Regions from separate parts of the Sus scrofa genome. Here region 1 is linked to region 2. The links are chromatin contacts, called in public HiChIP or PLAC-seq maps. All regions are on one chromosome and are shown on one strand. Each heading gives the region's core, a stretch centred on a gene start, on an enhancer-like site or on the middle of the called end of the contact. The rest is flanking DNA. Distances are from core to core; before and after follow the strand shown.

Region 1 (2,720 bases), core at 94-2,593, 710 kb before region 2:
TCGATTTCAAAGCTCCATCTTCACCGACCATCCACAAAGGCTTCCTGTGATGCTACAGGGGCTTAAATCCTTAAAGGCTCAAATCCTGAAATGGTTCTATCAAGGCCACTATCGCCCTCATCTGTCATCATGGGAACCGCCCCCCTCCATGGCATCTGGGTTCCAATTGTCCTTTTTCAGTTCTCAAGTCAGGCTCTCTCCAGCCACAGGACCCTAGCATATGCTGTTTCACTTTAGCCAGGTACCACTATGCAGACCGCTTTCATTCCTCCAATTAATACTGATCCTTCTAATTGTTTAGTTCATTCCTCACTTCTTTAAATCCCTCTGTCATAGCGGCACGTTCTTCTCTTTACTACTCTTTCCAACCCCTCACCATGGTTAACTAATGGATTATGTTACACTGTAGGGATCCTTTAACCAACAACTCTTTCCCGCTGAACTGTGGTTTCCAAGAAGGAGGTTCTTCCTTACCAGAATGAAAAAAAATAAAGAAAGGAAACAGGGTGGCGGGGGTGACGGGGAGGGATAGAAAAGGAGTCCCTGTCTTGCATTTTCTGCACTGCTTAACTCTTCTTGAGCAACATTTACAAATCCATTCATTCAATGATTTCACAGTTTGCAAGCCACTCTGACTAGGGCTGTGGTACAAGCTAGGAAAACAGATTTTAAATAAATGCACAGATCCTGACCCTAGGGAGCAGTAGACAAGACTTAACTAAGTATAACAGGGTGGAACAGCAAGTTCCCATCGAAAGTTACGGATAAAGTGCCTTGGGGCGGGGGGTGAGGTGGGACAGAGGAACAGTAAACTTCTGGCTGAGGTGATGAACAAAATGACGTCCCACTAGGAAAACGGAGGCTCAGAGTAGGTAGGTATCTAAAGGACAACACCTGGGGGCCCCAAGGACCAAGTCACCTCTAAGAAGGGTACCCAATCCGAGAAGCGAGATCAGACGTCCCAGCTCCAGCCCGGGTCAAGTCAACTGCGGAAGCGACCAGAGCCACGAGCAACCTCAGGAAGAGCCCTTCCCGCGCCGGCCCTTGCTACTCAGCAACCCAGCAAGTTTTGCGAGGAGGTTTATTTTGGGACGTTGCCTCGGTTACGGGAGAATCCATTCCAAGAACGCTACCGGAGGATGTGTAAAGGTTAGAATCCCCATTGGAGAACCTCACAGAAAGACGTGAGAGTGTCTGTAGGATACGAATGACGCAGTCAACACAACTGTCCGAAAGTGAGTCTTCTCTTTCCCGCCTCTTTATCCATCCGCGAGATGTGGTGGAGTGGTACGTCCATGACGTATGCTGCAGGGAATGTTGGGAGTTGTAGTCGGCCTTTCTCAAAGCCCAGACGTCGATGACGCCACTTCCGGCCCAGCGTTCTGCGCGGTAGGCGGGCGTCCTCTGTGTTGGCCACGTAGCAGTTATGGTGAGTACCCCTTCTCGTCACCGAGTACTGCCTTTCCTCTCAGGCTTCACTAGTACCGCTCCACAGCCCTTGAAAGAACTGGTCCCGCCGGCGTCTTGGTGGCAGCTGCGACTCAGTGGCCTGGGCTATCTCGTCCATGGGCTGTCTAGTTAGGGCCGGAGGGAAACTGGCCCTGGCCCCCAGCGCAGCCACTTTTGACTACGCGCTCCACCTTTTACTTGTGAATGCAGTTTGCGAACCAGGCGTTTTTGTTTATTAGGGGTTTTTGAGGGTTTTGAAAAAGGATTGGACCTGGGGAAGATGTAACTTTCCAAATGGTCTATTCCCTTAGCTGCTGTGATGTCACACACTCTTGGTTTTCCCTCCTGATGGCTCAGCCAGCTCCTTTAATCATGTGGTGTTAAGTACTTTACGCCCTATAATTTCTACAAAAACAAAAAAACCTTTTTTTGGCCACACCCTGGGCATAGGGAAATTCCCACGCCAGGGATCAAATCCGAGCCACAGCTGAGACCTGTGCCACAGCTGTGCAGCTATGGCCGCACAAGATCCTTAACCCACCGCACCACAGTAGGAACTCCTCTCCAAAATTATATCTTCAGTTTAGATGTTTATTCTGAGCTTCAGACCTGCACACTACTAAATGTATCCCCACTTGAGTAGCTCATATGTATTTCAAACTCAGCAAGTTGAAAGCTGACCATTCCCACCTCCCCTCATTCCACACCTGCTTTTTCTCTAGTGATTCCCATCTCAGTTCATTGTGCTGCCCTTCCACTACTTGGTTGTTCAAGCCAAAAACCTGGAAATCATCCGTGACATCTCTCTCTTCTCAACTCCTGAACATCTGTTCAGTAATCACATCGTAAGGAACCGGCCTCAGTTGTCACTCCTTTACTCTAACACTATCAGATCCAACCATCCACTTTGGCCTCTTAAGTGGGGTTTTTTTGTTTTAGTTTGTTTTGTCTTGTTTTTAACACAACTGCACCTGTGGCACATGAAAGTTCCCAGGCTAGGGGTCAGTCGAATCAGTTCAGAGCTGCAGCTGCCAGCTCAGCAACTCAGGATCTGAGACACATCTGTGACCTACGCTGCAACTTGAGACAGTGTTGGATCCTTAACCCACCGAGGGAGGGCAGGGATTGAACCCACATCCTCCTGGATACTAAGTGGGTCTATAATCTGCTGAGCCACAGCAGGAACTCCCTTAAATGGTCTTTTAAGAAAGCCTTGGCCAATCTGAGCACCTGCCTGGGCTGGGCTCTTCCACCTCCACCCCCATCTTTCC
Region 2 (2,802 bases), core at 252-2,751:
AAATATACTCACTGACTTTTTTTTTCCTACCTCAGTCATTCTGCCTATGCTTGAAACTACCCATATTTCCCAAAAATCTCCCGAAGGGAAGAAAACATCTAGTGATACACTGTGTTTTCCAGTTCCACCTTTTTACCATCCCCACAAGATATCCCATCCAAAGAGCCTAACTCGGCCAGATTAAACACGCTTAAGACTATTTTCTTAACATTTCCTCAAGGACATGCCTTAATGATGCAGAGCATCACATAATTAATGCACAGTAGAGTTTACCTCAGCAAGTCCAAAATCTCCAGGATCTGGCCGTAAACCAGCTACCTATTTGATTTCTTGTTGTTCAGCCTTCTCACCAAATGAATAATGACCATTGCCTGCACCTGGCTCACTCCAAGAGCCCTAAAGTATGGTTTCCCTCCCTCATCTGCAACACCCCACTCACCTTTGCCAAAGTCTTCCCCTTCGAGGCTCAGTTCAAGTTCTGCCACCTCTGACACCTCTGCTAAAAAGAAATCATCAGACTAAGTCAGAAGACATTGCCTTCAGCCAACTGTTTTGCTATAATTAAAGTTTCTCTTAAGTGTAATTTACATAACAACAGAAAACTGCTGCTGCTGCTGCAACAGAAGTTTCATTTTAGTAAGAAAGGGGTCTGGGCTTCACTATTACATAACAGCACTAGCTAAAAAAAATGGTACAGTACTGCCTTCCTTATGAATAACTGCATGCTAATCACTGTTGAGATTGGGAATGTGTCCTACTCTTCCTATTTTACTGCAGCAGAAAAAGGTCAAACACGGTCCTCTCTCAATATGGGAGGGATAAAGGCCTAGGTTTCATTCTTGGGAGGTGAGTTTTAACTCGTGTAACTGAATTAGAGCAAACTAATTAGCCTTTTAAAGCCCAGGTGGGAATTGTAATTCCTACCTCCAGGGCTTGTTGAAAGAGTAAGAAAAGGTAAGAGCACAGATGAGCACTCCACGAACACAAGCCGTACACAGAACGAAGTGTATTTGTGCACAAAACATCGCCCCTGATTGATATCCAAATGAACAAAGTGTGGGGAGTGGACTAGTCCTTCACCGGGGCCCGGACTCGTCAGGATGTCATGAACCCCTTGAAATTGGCGAAGAATAGCCTGCTCAATTGCATTGGTATATCCTTGTGCGAAAATGATACCGGGTCTGAAAAGAGTTCGTGACCCCAAATAGGCTGGGGGTTCAAACGGAGGGCGATTAGAGCTCTTGATTTAGGTACAGGGATGGGGGTGACCTAAGGCTGCGGCCGGCTTCCCTTCCTCCAGGAGCGCCCGCCCGGGGCTCCCTTCTCTTTGCCTCTGGGGTCCTGTGCGGCCTTCAGGGCCCCTCCGTTACCTCCAGAAACCTACGCTGGGGCGGAAACCCGCGGGTCCTCAGCGGCTGGCGGAACCTGCGACCAGCGGACTGTGGCGGGACCGAATCTTCAAACCTGGAGCGGGGGCGGGACCGAGGCGGGGAGCAGGGAGCGCGACGGGACGGTGTTCTTGGGCGGGGCGGGGACTTGTCAGCAGCGTTCTCGGCGGCCGGGAAAGGCGGGCGCGGACAGCTGAGAAGGCAGGAGTTCGCCAGACGGTGAAGGGTTAGTGTTCCCCGCCGAGCAACGTTCTCTCGCCGGAAGAGCCTGCGAAGGGGCGGTATTCTCGTGTGGGGCGTGGCCTTGAGAGGGCGGTGCTCTCGTGCGGGGCGGGGCCTGTGAGAGGACGAAATTCTCCGACCTGGCAAGGACTTTAAGGGAGCTGCATTCCTGGAGGCGGGGAAAGGCTAACGCGGAGAGCCGGGAATCCGGGAGCTGTTTTCCGAAGGGACGATGTTCTCCGGGGGAGCGGGTTCTCGGGGGTTGAGGGGGTGGGAGGCGGGGCGAGCTGGGGCCTGACTAACGTGTCGGCTTTGAGTGGAGCTTGCGGAGCGGAGGGGCGGAGCCATTGGAGGCGGGGTCTGCTGCGGAGCTCAACTCCAAGTTTTGCGGCGGCGGAAGCAGAGTTGGCGGGGAGAGAGAAGGTGACTGTGGTGTGCGTGCTGGACGGTGAGTGATGCCTTCCAAGATTCTTTCCTCTGTGCGGTGGCCCTGGGCCGGATCCCTCCACCCCTCCAAACCTAACGCCCGCCCCGGGGACCTGCGCGAGCCTGCAGCTTCTCCAGGGAGACGGGCAGGGTTCGGGCGGTAGGTCCTTTGTTTTGCCACGACGACGGGGGCGGGGACGAGCTGAATCCCGCAGATCCAGAGACCCAGCCCGGAGATGGGAGCCCAGGCCGGGGAGCGGAGACCCGGCTGCGAATGCCGAGCTTTGGGGATGGGAGGCTGGACTGAAGATAGGCTGGGCCGCACGGGTGGCGGGAGACCACACCGGGATGTGGAACCGGCAACGGGAGGCTGGGGAGCGGAGACCCAGTCGGAGTCAACGAGCCCAGGGGATTGGTGGATGAACGAAGATCCAGAAGCCTGGTGGAAAAAGAGGAAGTCGGTAGAACTGGGTCAGCACGCCGAAGCTTGATAGCGGGAGGCTTGACCCGGTCGCTGAATCCGGGGAGAAGTGCGGGAGGCCAGGCGGGGGCGCTGAGGCCGGGTGGTAGGAACTCGGACCCGGGTTGCGGGAGGCAGCGGGGATCTGAGACTGAAATTTGAATCGGAAAGAAGTTGAAGAGGATGGGCTCGGAGAAAAGATGACCTGAGGGCAGGAGGCGAGCTGGTCAAGCTCTGGCCCTTGGGGCTGATCCTCCCATTACTGGGTGAGGGTTTGGTCTCTCTTGCCTTCGTCTCAGGCCTAGA

What was found. HiChIP or PLAC-seq counts read pairs in DNA pulled down with a chosen protein or histone mark.
Region 1: an H3K27ac HiChIP or PLAC-seq map of skeletal muscle shows a contact between it and region 2, with 3 times the contacts expected there. The contact joins the promoter of UFSP2 here to the promoter of PRIMPOL in region 2. A contact is called at or near these places in 2 of 2 datasets of contacts at active chromatin or transcription factors (alveolar macrophages and skeletal muscle).

The regions. Positions count from the first base shown.
Region 1 is chr15:46,469,239-46,471,958 of Sscrofa11.1, reverse strand. It overlaps UFSP2 (ufm1-specific protease 2), which reads left to right and starts at 1,343. Exons shown (of 11, transcript XR_002339221.1): 1 at 1,343-1,429. It overlaps C15H4orf47 (chromosome 15 open reading frame, human C4orf47), which reads right to left and starts at 1,070. Exons shown (of 8, transcript NM_001190210.1): 1 at 935-1,070.
Region 2 is chr15:45,762,960-45,765,761 of Sscrofa11.1, reverse strand. PRIMPOL (DNA-directed primase/polymerase protein) reads right to left here and starts at 1,501. Exons shown (of 15, transcript XM_021076332.1): 1 at 1,371-1,501; 2 at 440-499.